2 separate regions of the Mus musculus genome follow, and region 1 is linked to region 2. The links are chromatin contacts, called in public HiChIP or PLAC-seq maps. All regions are on one chromosome and are shown on one strand. The core of a region is the stretch at or near the end of the contact, and the rest is flanking DNA. Distances in the headings are between cores, read along the strand shown. Region 1 overlaps Atp8a2 (ATPase, aminophospholipid transporter-like, class I, type 8A, member 2). Region 2 overlaps Atp8a2 (ATPase, aminophospholipid transporter-like, class I, type 8A, member 2).

Region 1 (6,182 bases), core at 2,039-4,538, 330 kb after region 2:
TGTTTTTGACAAAAGGAAAAAGCCTTGGATTGCATTAACTTAACACAAGTTTCCAAATCCCCAGGAAGTAGGAATTCAGCAGACAGCAGTTGAAACCTGCAACAGACACTCAGCTGGATTGGCACAACATGTCTATCTCATGTCTCCACCAACTATATTTATAACTCTTTTATTCTGGAACTAATAAAAGTGTATATAACTTTCTATGTTGGAACAGGTCATTTAGAGCAATGTGCATCTGTGTTCTCGGTCACTCATATTTGGCTTAGGATGAATGCTTTCTTACTCCTTTGGAATAAGGCTGTGTTTTGAGTCTGCATCTGTAAACCTCTCTGGGGTTTGTTGGAAAGGATGGAATCACCCCCGCTCTCCGCCAAGGGGATGAAACGGCTGCAGGATTAAACAAACCAACAGAGCCTCCTCCTTCAGTCTTTCAGGACTCAGCTGAACAATTGCCATTGCAAACACATGTCTGTGACTGGATATATTTACTCAAAAGGCTAAATTACAAACATTTTGTCACTTTGGCATGAAAGCATAGCTAAGCTTTCTGCCAAAAGGAAAACCCTGTGTGGCCTGAGAGCGTCATCTGCAGTTCTCTCACTGGGGAGGTGAAGAAAATCCTTGGGGTGTGAGCATGGAGCCCATTTTCCCCATTGAAAAGGATAGCTTCTGAGTTAAGCTGAAGACTAGAAAGGCACCCCCCCAAAGAGCTATATTTCCCATCATAACTAACGCCATCCTAACCATGATGGGACCCTCGAGTAATCATCTAGTCTAGATCTGCACTCGTCAGGTAGGACGAGGACCATCACTGCAGTGGAGGAGACACAGTACTTGAGTTTGAACGTGTGTGGTACTGAAAAATACATCGCCCATTGCCAGAACAACGCAGTTCCTAAACCCCTGGGAAACGTGAAGCTAACAGTCTTCCATGTGTTATCACAATGAATGTAGAGGGGAGGGGGTTCCTCACAGGAAAGACTTAAGATGGGATCAGAAAGTAAGAACTGTTAGCTCTATCTCAACCCCAGTCTGGAGAGCAAAAAGCTGAGGATGGGTTGATCTCAGGAGCCCATGACTTCATTGACCCCACTCATGTGACAAAGTGATCACAAAAGCCACAAGAGAAGGATTCAAGAGTTTTGCAATTTCCATCCAAAATGTCCCCTCAAAGGCGAGGCATTGACAGCTTCGTCCAAGCTTATAGTGCTAAAAAGTGGTGAAGGAACCTTTAGGAGGTGGCAAAGAGGGGAAGGAAGTTAGGTTCCTGTGTAAAAGCCCGTTACTGAAGGGAGTATTTGGGCACGGCCTCTTTCTCCCTCCCCCTCCCCCTCACTGCTTCTCAGCTACTATGGAGTCAGCTGCTTCCTCTCTCTCAGGTTCTAGTGTGTAATTCATTCCGCCTTGTCACAGCCTCTAAAGTGACCATGGGCTGAGATCTTAAGATAACATGAGCATAGACAACCTGTTGGTCCTTTTAGGTTGTTTCTCTTGGGTATTTGTCACCGTGAAGGGAGGCTGTCTACCACAGAGAGATGGTGGACAGGTGGACTGGGTGCTCTAGTGGGGAGGTGTGTGTGCCTGAAGCAGCATGGACTTTCACACCTCTGCTTTGTACTTCACCCTCTGAATCATCTCAGTTGCTTGAGGACTGGAGTAACTGTCCTAGCCAATTACCAAACAAGAGGAGGAGCTGTGGGTCTCGGGAACTCACTGATTTACATATGGCTGTTCAGTCAGAATTAGAGGTCACCATCCAAGGGCTTGTGGCCGGCATCTGAGAAGGTTGAGGACAGATATATGAGCCCTGAAGAGGTGGGATCTGACTCTAAATCCAGATTGTATCTATTGTCTATCGGAGTTAAATTATACGTGTGTCTTCTACCTGAGAAATGCTTGGTTAGTGGGAAGAAGGGACCCCAACATCTGGTGTACAAAGTATTTTGAGTGTGTAAGGAGAAAAAAAAAAGAGTTTTTTCTTGTGTCTCAAAATATATAAAGCTGAAAGAAGGGCTCATGGGGACTGCAGTTTTAAGTATTTTGGCAAAACCTTGTCTGGATGTCCCTTGGATCGCTGGAAGTCAAATGAACCGCAGATGTCCTTCCTACGTGTCCTTTCCAGCATCTGGATGAGGAAGTGGGGGCCTCCAAACCACAGATGAGCTGTGACCCTTTGCTCTAGAACAAAGTCAACCCCAAAGACAAAGTGCTGCTGTCTAAAGAAAGGCTTCCAAGATTGCGATCTACAAGCCCCTCCTCAAAGCATCAGGACCAAAGACATAAACTTACCTGACAGAAACCCAAGTCTAAAAAAAAAATGCTCCATCCCTCATGATAGCTGCTGCCAGCTGCATGGAGTTATTACATTTCGATTAAAATTAAAATTTCAATTAAAAGTAAAACTTCATTTCTGCAGTGGCACTAGGCTATGTGTGCAAAGGCTGCTGTTTGGTCAACACAAGCAAGCACAGTCATCACACACAAGAGTCCCACAGGATGGCACCACTGTCCCCTCTGAAGACCAGCTCTCCTGAACACACAAACAGGTCTGGGTTTTGTCATTTAGCAATTACCCGGGAGAAATGATTAATTACTGGTCCTGAGACTGGAAAAGCAAATCACACTTAAGACAGATACAGTCCTAGAAAACGTGGGGTCGACAACCCAAGACGCAGACACTGCACTAAGCTAGGAGGACTGTCGTGCCTTTCCTTCACTCAAGAAGCCTGTGGCCATGGGCAGAGCCAACGACTTCTGAACCAGAATTAATCCCCGGGAAATACCCTAAGTCAGTCCCAGAAGCAGTCACTGCTCCCCTAAATTAAAATGAAAGATGAGAACTGGAATTTGAAGGTTTGGGACAGGTGTTTGTCTGTTTGGTTTTTTTTTCCAATAGATATTGTGGTGGCCTTTGGTACATACAGAAAATTGGGGAGAGAATGGAATTTCAGTTATTGGCCAATCAGCAATCATTGCTCACATCTTCTTCCAATGCTCCGATTATTGTCGCTAGCATGCACAGCAAGAAGTACTTTGGGCAGGTATCAACAACTTGTTCATCCCAAACCGTCCTATGCAGCCACTCCCTCAAAGGAGGCTCCGAAGGTCTTTGCATTCACTGGAGTGCAGTGTGTGTCAGCTAGCTGAGCTTAGCAAACCACAGCTCTGTCACTTGAAACTGTTTGCCTCTGGCCAAGTTTCGTCAATGAAGGAGAGGCAGTGATGCATGTGAAATGAGGATTAAAGCTGGGGCCCGCTGGCAGGAAAACCGACACTGTGACATTAGTGTCACAACACATAAGTGTTGCCTCATGAAAGAGGGAAAGACTTTAGTCCCAGCTAATTAGTCCTCTCTGGAGATCCATCCTGCCACCACTCTTGGACACATTGCAATGCCTGGAGTGGACTTTCCCTCAGTGGATCCTGTGAGTTATACACTGCCTAGCACCTTATCTTCCACTAATTGGAAGCAAAACTAGAAATACTCATAGCCATAAGACTAAATCCCTGAGCAGTGAAGCTTTGGAGTTTCTGTGACCAGATGGCCTCAATTCACGTAAAAATAAAACATTAGACAGACAATTTCAAGCCTAGTTGTCTCCTGTTCAGGGGGAGGCAAAAAAAAAATGTCTTTAACTGCCTGGAGATGGGGATAGCTCTGCTGGGAACATGGCAATCGCTCACTTTGAAAGCAGCTGCCAGCACAGTTTCACACTTTGAGCAAGGTGTGCTTTGTATTGGTTACATGGTCACTGGCCTTATACAGTTAATCTATGTGGCCGTGCAAGTTATAAGACTGCCAGTGCTGGGTAGTGACTGTCAACTGAGTGATTTAGTATGGGCAGGGAAGCTAATTGGACCACAACTGCTCTGTAAACATGTCCTGGTCTAGCCCTCAACTTCTTGAGACAAGCCATCAGGAGAGGGCTCTACAGGAGGGAGAAAAAGCCCACAAGGCCTTTGTATTAAGCTGCCAGGGTCAGGAAGATGGGGAAGAAGCCAGTCATCTTGGAAGTCCACCATCTTTGTTACTTAGTCATGGCCCCTTTCTCTATCTGTCTGCCTACCGGGGAATCTGACTCCTAGTCTCGGGTCACCCTAACTTTGTTAGAGGTTCCAGTGTACAAACCACTCTAACTACTGCACAAGGGTAGAATTGGCAGTGGTTCAGTGTCTCAGAAAAGGGTCAATCTAAGGGGTCATGAGCAAACTTATCAAACTTCACAGATGCCAAAGGTCCAGAATGTAAGAGAGCCCCTTGATGACAGCATGCTGCCCTGGGGCACGCGATGTGAGCGAGACAGCAGCTATCACAGAAAAAGGGAGACTACTGGTACTACCGTAATCCCTACACGGAGCATACGTAGTCAGGAAACTATTTGGGGCATATTGACCTTGTAAGAGGAAGGAGACTGGCAAGAAAACCATCCAAAGGACCCTTGGCCCCTCCATCAGGAGCATTAGCAAGATTGATGGTTGACTTAAGAGCCCGAGATGCTTTCCACCGGCGGTGTAAGTTCACAAGTCGGCCATCAGGTCTCGGCAATTACAATCCCATGGGGAACATTAAAAGGCTTGGTTAATGAGGAAAATTCTTTGACATTATGATTACCATAGGTCCTGCTTAGTGTTCTTACAGCTGGCTGTGCCAGAGCCCCGGAGAATTAAATTAGGGAGAATAGTCGTCTCCATATCTTAATTGACATGTTTTGTTTGACAGAACAAAGTGTAACTGGGCAATCAGCTGTTCGCTACATCAGTCTTCTGCATAAGGAATGAACACCTAGCAACTTTGCCAGAGAACTACCCTACTGGCAGTGTCTGCCCAGCAACAGATGTAAGCCTATGTACTGGATACAAAGTCCAGTGCAGGGGTGGACACTCTGGGCAAAACTGAATGAAATCCACATTTTATTTGTTGAGGTCCCAACCAGACATCAATATCTAAAAGAAAACAAACTTCCATTGGGTCCTTGTTAGAGGATTGTCTAACAGTCCCAGGGACACCACTCAGGTATCCTGAATAATAGTTTAATTTTTAGATTAAACACTTATACTTATCCATGATAAGAATTATTATATTATTTTCCTTTATACTGTAAATGTTGTAGTTCAACAGTGCTAACAAACCTGGTTACAGAAACCCACAGCCACAGGGTGACTTGACACCAGCCATGCCTATGGGCAGGTTCTCAGTGCCCAGGATGGGCTGCAGAGCTGCTCCTGGTTCAGGTCCTCAAAGACAGCATGGGCTAAAGACAGTGACAAACAAGTCACAGTATAAACTCAACAAAAGAGTCACGAAGACAGTGTCTAACTGACCTATGGTTGCACTGTCCATAAGAGAGGGTCTATCTTCTTACTAAACAAAGGCTCAGGATGTTTGCAGTAAAATGCCTATTAACACCGTGGAGAAGGGACAGAGTTATAGGCAGGTCATGCCCAACAGTAACAGACATGCTGAAGGAAGGACCTGCACTATCATTAGAAGATGACCTTATTTGGAGACAGGGTCTGTATAGAAGTCATCAGGCACAGCCTTGCCCAATGCTGAGGAAGAGGAGAAATCCGCACAGAGCTCTGCTCAGAGAAAAGGTGCTAAGAAGATGCTGGGGCAAGACAGTCATCTACAAACCAAAGAGAACAGAGGTCACCAGAGTCTGGGACACTCTTACAACAGCTCTTCCTTCACAGCCTCAGAGGGAGCCAGTTACCCACACCCTGATAGTAGATGCATCTACTATCTTTCTCCCTTTTAATCTCCCCAGTGTAGGGTCATCTGTCTTTGCAGGCCCAGCACACAGGCAGTGCTGCAGGAGACAGAAGAGAGGAGCTGGGAGAAGATGTGAGCACAGGCAGGGAGTGACACACCTGTACATGCTGGCCGAAGCACAAGGGCTCAGATCTTGGAGAGACAGCTCAAGACTCAAATTCAGTAGAATGACTTAAACCAAAGAGCCAGAGCAAAAGCCACGTGACATCATCATAAGGGAAATAAATGTTTCCTAGACCAAGGGTCTCAACCTGCAGAACCTAACGTTAAGGGAAAAACTTGGATCGGAAAAAAAAAGGGTGAGGGACTAAAGGAAAGAGTGGCAAGACTGGGAGAGGCAGATTAGCACATGTGTCTAAGTCTGCAAGAGTGAAGCTGGCCTGGGAGTGTCTGCTAGGCATGTAAG
Region 2 (6,544 bases), core at 1,473-3,972:
CTACATAGACATTTACATGTTCAGACTCATGATACCTAATTTCGCTTAAAAACCAAAACAAACCAGAAACCACTCACTGACTGGGAACATAAGTAGCTCAATGGAAGACACTGGCCTCGCATTCACAGGGCCCTGAGTCCCAGCTAAACAAGCACACAATAAAACATTTTTCAGGAGGTAAAGAGCATCAGGTGTTCACGGGCAGCTTCATCACACAGTGAGTTCGAAGCCAGTCTGGACTACATAAGAACGTGTCTCAAGACAACAACAAAATCATCCATTGCTTCTTGCTTAGTCATCATTGATTTTCGCTGTGCACACCTGAAGGCTTATCAAAGAAAAGAAAATGCTCAGCTGGGCTCTGCTGGAGCCCAGGGTCATTGGTGCATTTCTTTATAAATGTTGAAGAAGCCTCGTTCCCTTCACCAGAGCACAGTTATCTACTTCACTCTTTGTGTTTGCCTGAGTGTTGGGAGATGGGAAAAATAATACTGATCTAGAAATCTGGACTATTCTGCACCGAGCCAGAGCAGACACATCAGCTCTGCTTCCACGAGCATCACACAGAGGACCCCACCCTGCTAGGTGTGCTAATCCAGGCTGCCTGGTAGACGTGGGGAGGCTATTGTCTCCACGGATAGCAGGATAGTGTTTGCTGTCCACACTGCTGCCTTCCCCGTAGGTATGGGGAGCATAGCAGAATCCAGAACTAAGTTGAGAGGATACTGGCTGGATTGTTTACAGTTTCAAGAATGGGATCTAGCCAGACATAAGAGCCTTCTGAGAACTGACTTAGCCCTAAACCCAGTTTAGCTCAATCCAGAGGTAGCCCTGGAAGTGCTGACCGAATGTGACCTGCCAGCGCAAGGGTCACACACTATTTGACAGGAGTGACATGTTCCATATGACATTTCCACCGAGCTGACAGTGTATGCAACCGAGTCCGGTCCATTCTATTCCCCAGGGAGGGGTTGTGTGTGAGACACTCTGACCTCAATTTAAAGACAGGACAAATGACACAGCTCCCCTGTGGGCCCTGCATAAATAGTATACATCACACACCATGACAGCTGCCTTGCCTAGAAACCCAATTTAGTCATTTGGCTAGGAGAAAGCTTAATCAGGAGAGGGAAAAAAAATAGAAAGCCATCCCTCCCAGAAATGTTTTCTCCTGCCTGTGTACCTCATTATTGCAGAGACTGTTTAGTCTACTTCTCAAAAGAAGAAAATATGCCCCGGGAAAATGCACACTGTAAAGTCAAAAGACAAGAAAACAAAACAAAATCTCCAAACAAGCACTTGCATTTGCTAATCTGATTTAGGACCTTCAAGAGAGGGCTAGGTGTCCGGCAAAAAGCTGAATTTTAACTCAATCTTTCCAAACCAGTTAAGCCCCCAAATGAAAATGAGTAGGGAGTGGGGCCTTTGAGAGGGCACTCTCTTCCTCTCCTGACATGGCAGCCTTAGCAGAAAAGAAGATTAAGAAGGGGAAACCACATCCCAAAGAGGTTTATGGTTGAAAATGGGGGGAGGGAGCACTGGTCTCCAAACCTGTCAGCTAGGCTGATTTAATAGATGATCTGGCACAGTAATGATGCCATGTGCATAGGGCATCTCTGATAGCCTGTTCCACCCTCCCACTGCTCCATAGGCTGCTGAGGAACTAAATACCAACTGGAGTTGTATGCCCAAATCCTCACCCTATACTGTGCTCCTAGGGAACCTGCCCTATGACATGACAGAAGACCCCATTAAAGTATTCTTAGAAGATGAGACATCAGTGCTGTATGCTTGCCAAGTGACCCCAACAATCCAGACAGGTTGGAAGGTTTGGCTATGGAGAGTTAGAGGGTCCGAGTGCTCCCATCAGTGCCCCGAGGATCAGCAAGGACCCTCTAGGTAATGAGTTTTGAGTGGAAGTCACTGATGGAGTACTGGGTAAAGTCAGGATGATTGTTCTTTTGGGCAAGATAGAAATCGAGACTTTCACAAAACAGATACAGACAGGAGGGCCTGTCCTGATGCAGACAGCTTTGAGGACTACCCTCCTCAAAGACTTGATGTTGGCTTTGGAGAAAAGTGTCGAGATCGTTACAGTTCTGAGCATTATCAGGATGGCTTTCGGATGGGTATGCTGAGATATGGATCGGTATGGATGGCTTTCGGGTGGGTGTGCTGAGATATGGATCGGTAAGGATGGCTTTAGGATGGGTGTGCTGAGATAGGGATCAGTATGGGTGCCAGAATAGCTATGACCATATGACAGCAGGCACTATGAGTGTACGACTCCAGGACAGGCAGAAGAGCACTTGGTAGTGGGTATCGTAGGGATGATGACCACAGATGGTGAGGACTACTATGAAGACAGTTATGACAGATGGGGTGACTGGTCATGGAACACCAGAAGTGATTGCTCACAGCGTGACTATAGGTGTAATAACGGAATCCCCTCTCCCACAAAAATATCCAAACTGAAGGCAAAGCCTCAGAGTACTCCTAAGTAAGATGACTGCTCTGCTTGCACCTCCCAGTCCAGTCGAGCGGCTTCTTTCTATCTTTGGAGGAGCAAAGCCTGTTGACACAGCTGCTGGAGAAACAGAAGTAGAAGAGTGGTGAAGAGGGAGCAGGAGACGTTGCAGCATCAGCTGGACGAGCCAGAACTAGATGGCTGATCCCAGCAGAGACACCGAGGTTGGCCGGGTGAACTCAGGAAAGAACCGTTGAAGACAGGAAGTGAGTCATCACAGATTGGGGCCTCAGCCGCGTGGGGCAGATCACGAAGAAGAGTGAGTGAGAGAGATGTCTCTAGAAAATGAAGCACTTCATAAAGAAGACTGTCCCTCTCCAACCTCTAAACCTCGGAAACCCGATCAGCCTCTAAGAGTAATGCCAGCCCCTCCACCAAAGGAGAATGTGTGTGTGTGTGTGTGTGTGTGTGTGTGTGTGTGTGTGTGTGTGTGTGTGTGTGTGATAAGCAATGCTCTGCCCCTCCTGTGGAATCTCAGAGCTCAGACACAGGGCAGCAGTCCCTACAAGTAGCCCTGGTGCAGCCCTGAGGAAGGAGAAGAAAGGAAGGAAACAAAATAGATGGAGTGAGTGTCCCTAAAAGAACATCTCCTGCTGTGGTCCTGGAGATGGAAGGAATAAATACCACAGAAGGAGTTAGATAGGAAAGACAGCAAAAAGGAGCAAGACTCCAGATCTGCACCCAAGCCAGGCAATCCAAGGAGAACTCAAGCAAGCAAGCACACCACTGTCTCCGTGGATGGTGAAGATGAGAAGGTGGGAGACAGCCATATTAAGTAGACCCCTACATCCTGTGTCCTCTCCTAGTCTCTCTATTCTTGAACATTCTAAAGCAAATCAAACTACTCTTGTGTGTCCTGATTTTGTCCCTTCTAAACACTGTCCTTTCTAAACCTCTGAATATATCCACCTTCTTTCAAAGCCTTGTCACTTTGGCTATCTCATCTTCTCGATGATACTGTTAGCCTCCCAAAGTAGTCTGTAAGTCACACACCTGTCTTCAAAGGCATTTAATTTTGGCCACCACAGCTGTGACCTTTGGAATCTCTGCTTTTTTCAAGCAAACCAGCTCTCCCGTACTCCCCACCCCCACCCTGTCTGTGGTCTGTGGGTTTCTGCTGTTGTCACCCCTTGGAGAACAGAGTAAAATTCAAATGATGGACTTGGGTGGTGCATAGGGGTGCATAAATGAGGAGAGGTGAGTTGGAAGCCTTCTGCCTTTTTGGGGTGTTTTAAGATTTCCGTAAGTTTTCTTCCCTGGAACCCCACACCGCTGGTGCATGGGTTTATAATGTGACTTACACTGTGTGGCTTTCTGCTTAGGAGGGCTGGTTTCTTAACTTCCCTTGAGAATAAAGAATTATGCAAAGAACAGGGTCCTAAATTCTCCTGCAGTTCAGGACCCTGACCTGTCTGCTTTGATATGCACCTTTGTAGGGGTCAGCTCCAGAGACAGGGACTCGGCAAGTTCCCCTGTTGCAGGAAGTCAGGGTATCTGCAGATAAATGATACCTTGGTCTTAGGGTGCAAGCCTTGGTATAGTGTGCTGCAGGCGTGGGCACAGCAAAGTGCTTATCCAGTGGACTTGACTGGATAGTAGCTAGGATGTAGGCTTTTAGAGCAATACCCACAGTTGAATGAGTTTTTTACAAACCATCGGTTGTAGACACTTTCCCTTGTCAAAGAAAGCTGCTGGATCCCCATCTCCTACTTTGCTCTCTATGCCCTGCATCTGAATAATACATGTAAAATCTGTGCAAAAAATATTTTTCTATGAAAATGATTTGTAATCTGTAGTCATTATTTGGGAGATGTCTTGAGATGTAAATTCCATCATTGGTTGAGGGTTTTTTTTTCTTTCTCCCAAATAACTCCAACTTTAAGGTTGAAAAAAAAAGATAAAAGAAACAAAGAAAAGAAAAAAAAGAGACAGGAAGGAGGAGAGGGAGAGAGGGAGAGGGGAGGGGGAGGGAAGACACATAGGGGAGGGGGAGTTGTAGAGGGCACATTCAGTTGACTTTCTTTTCCTCTCCATAGTTCTGCCCCAGCCTCTCTGGGATGCAATTCAGATGTCCACCATGGCTGGCTCGCTGATTTGCAGCACGCTTCCTGCTGTTTCTCCCGTGTGGTATAATCTGTCAGGATTCCAGCTTTTTGGGGGGCACACTAGATTTTCTTACTTGCCTCAGGGAGCAAAGAGAGGTCACTTCCAAGATTCTTCTTAATTGTACCACCCCTGTCCCCCTTTCAAGCCATCTCAGCAGCCTGGTCACTCCCCAAGTGAGAATCAGTTTTCTTACTCAATGCAAATCATGTCCACGGTTTTTCAGTATCTGTTTATCCCCGATGTTGCAAAAGTACGGGGCCAGGAAGCAAAGCATAGTTGCCTTTCCCTTTCTTGATGCAGCACCTTGTGCTGCTCAGCCATCTCTCTGCTGCTTTGTTTCTAAGCTCACACAGCATCCTGGTGGTAGGGTACCACATTACCCAGTAACAGGTATCCAGGGTATTCACCTTAAGCCATCCAAAAATCTAGGGTTTTGGAGTTTGAGAAGAAAGGGTGGTGCCAGGCCTGTGATTTCTGAGGGCCCTCCATTCTCACATGTAGGCCTGGGGCTCCCAGGTTCTGTTCCAACTCAGAGTGGGGACCTGCAGTGGCTACAGGTGGGAATGGGCACTCCTGTCCTTGCTTTAGAACCTAAGCAACTGCTCAGAGAGGGCCTCAGGTCTGAAACTTGTTGGATACAGAAAAGAGACCATATCCCATATCTGGGAGGTGTAGGAATTGCTGAGAGTCTGAGGTTAGCCTGGACTACAAAGTGTGTGTGAGGTTAGACTGGCATACAGTGTAAGACTATGCTTCAAGAAAATCAACCAACTCAAAAGAACTCTGTGAGACGAGGTCTGGTTTCTGCTACAGTGTACATGGGCTGATCACAACCACTGACTGACAAGAGTAGGGCCTGAGAACTTCCATGGAGACCCGGTGAACGTGTCCTCTGTGTCTGCCTTCTGAGTCTCATGGCCTTTGTCACCTTCCAGGAGATCTGGGGTCCTCTTCCTCACCACTCTCTGCCCTGTGTCCTGTGCCACTCTCCTTGGCTTGCCTTGATTCTAGAATCTCAGGGTGGGGGTGGGGGGGGGGGGACAGCTTTGTTCTTTCAGTGCACAGACACCATTATAAATTCACTTCCAAACTGTGGAAAGTCTAAAATGTGCTCTGAGCATCCAGGAAGCAGATGTCAGTTCTAAGAGGCCACTAGAGGCCTACGGAAATGGTGTGTAGAGCCTGCCACCCTCACCCACAGGATCCCATCGGGAAAGGGCAGTTAAGTAAGGCTTGGTATGGAACAGCCACTTCCCTTCAGTTATGGAGATGTAGGGTAGCAGCTGGGCCGGGCAGGGTTGGGCGGGGCTAGGCAAGAGGAAATATTTCAGACATCCATATCTGAATGTATAGAGGAACAAAGACACACAGAACATGGATGGGTGGCTATCAGCTGTGAGGCACGGCACCAGGGTCAGCTGTGCAGATTCAAGGACAACAGCACGGGGGAGCAGTGGTAAGACTGAAGGCCTGCCGGCAGCTGAAATAGGTGCACAAGGCATAGGACGCTGGCCAGTTGCCTTGCTGAGGCTGTGGCTGAAAGAGCCAAAGAAACGTTCTCAGGTTCATCCCTCAACCGTTAAGTTGTTCTGATTTCACTGCAATCAAGAAGTTTATGCCAACTTCAGACAAACAAAACAGGAATCAGAGTGAGCGAGCCATCTGCAGAAAGCGAGGCTTGCATGATCTGTGCATGCACCAAACAGGAAGTACATTTTCCCTGTTCCAATTACACAGGACTGGTCTCTTGTAACATAATGCCCCTTTCCTCTCTCCCAGAACCACTGGTATTGATGTTTAAGCATCGGTGAAACATAGTTTTTAATTTCACACCTCACAAAGCCCAGCTGAATGCTTCATAATGACGTAAACAGAAGTTGGGCCAAGCGCTGCAGACAAGCTGGGAGAATG

Evidence for each region. HiChIP or PLAC-seq counts read pairs in DNA pulled down with a chosen protein or histone mark.
Region 1: a contact with region 2 is called in an H3K27ac HiChIP or PLAC-seq map of the HPC-7 cell line, with 8 times the contacts expected there. The contact joins two enhancer-like sites. A contact is called at or near these places in 1 of 484 Hi-C or Micro-C datasets (nephron progenitors), 3 of 115 datasets of contacts at active chromatin or transcription factors (the HPC-7 cell line, T-cell acute lymphoblastic leukemia and embryonic basal ganglia) and 1 of 9 other capture datasets (embryonic stem cells).

Annotation. Positions count from the first base shown.
Region 1 is chr14:59,966,708-59,972,889 of GRCm38.p6, forward strand. All of the region lies in intron 23 of Atp8a2 (ATPase, aminophospholipid transporter-like, class I, type 8A, member 2), which reads right to left. Among named protein-coding and RNA genes, the nearest start is that of Atp8a2, 120 kb to the right of the region's middle. Within about 2 kb of position 3,289, at least 46 of the 459 cell types and tissues checked have an H3K27ac peak or open chromatin away from gene starts, as enhancers often do. A contact at or near this core is called in the HPC-7 cell line, where this site is marked.
Region 2 is chr14:59,641,094-59,647,637 of GRCm38.p6, forward strand. Atp8a2 (ATPase, aminophospholipid transporter-like, class I, type 8A, member 2) reads right to left here. Exons shown (of 36, transcript NM_015803.3): 36 at 6,438-6,544. It also overlaps the pseudogene Gm19716. Among named protein-coding and RNA genes, the nearest start is that of Shisa2, 19 kb to the left of the region's middle. Within about 2 kb of position 2,723, at least 49 of the 459 cell types and tissues checked have an H3K27ac peak or open chromatin away from gene starts, as enhancers often do. A contact at or near this core is called in the HPC-7 cell line, where this site is marked.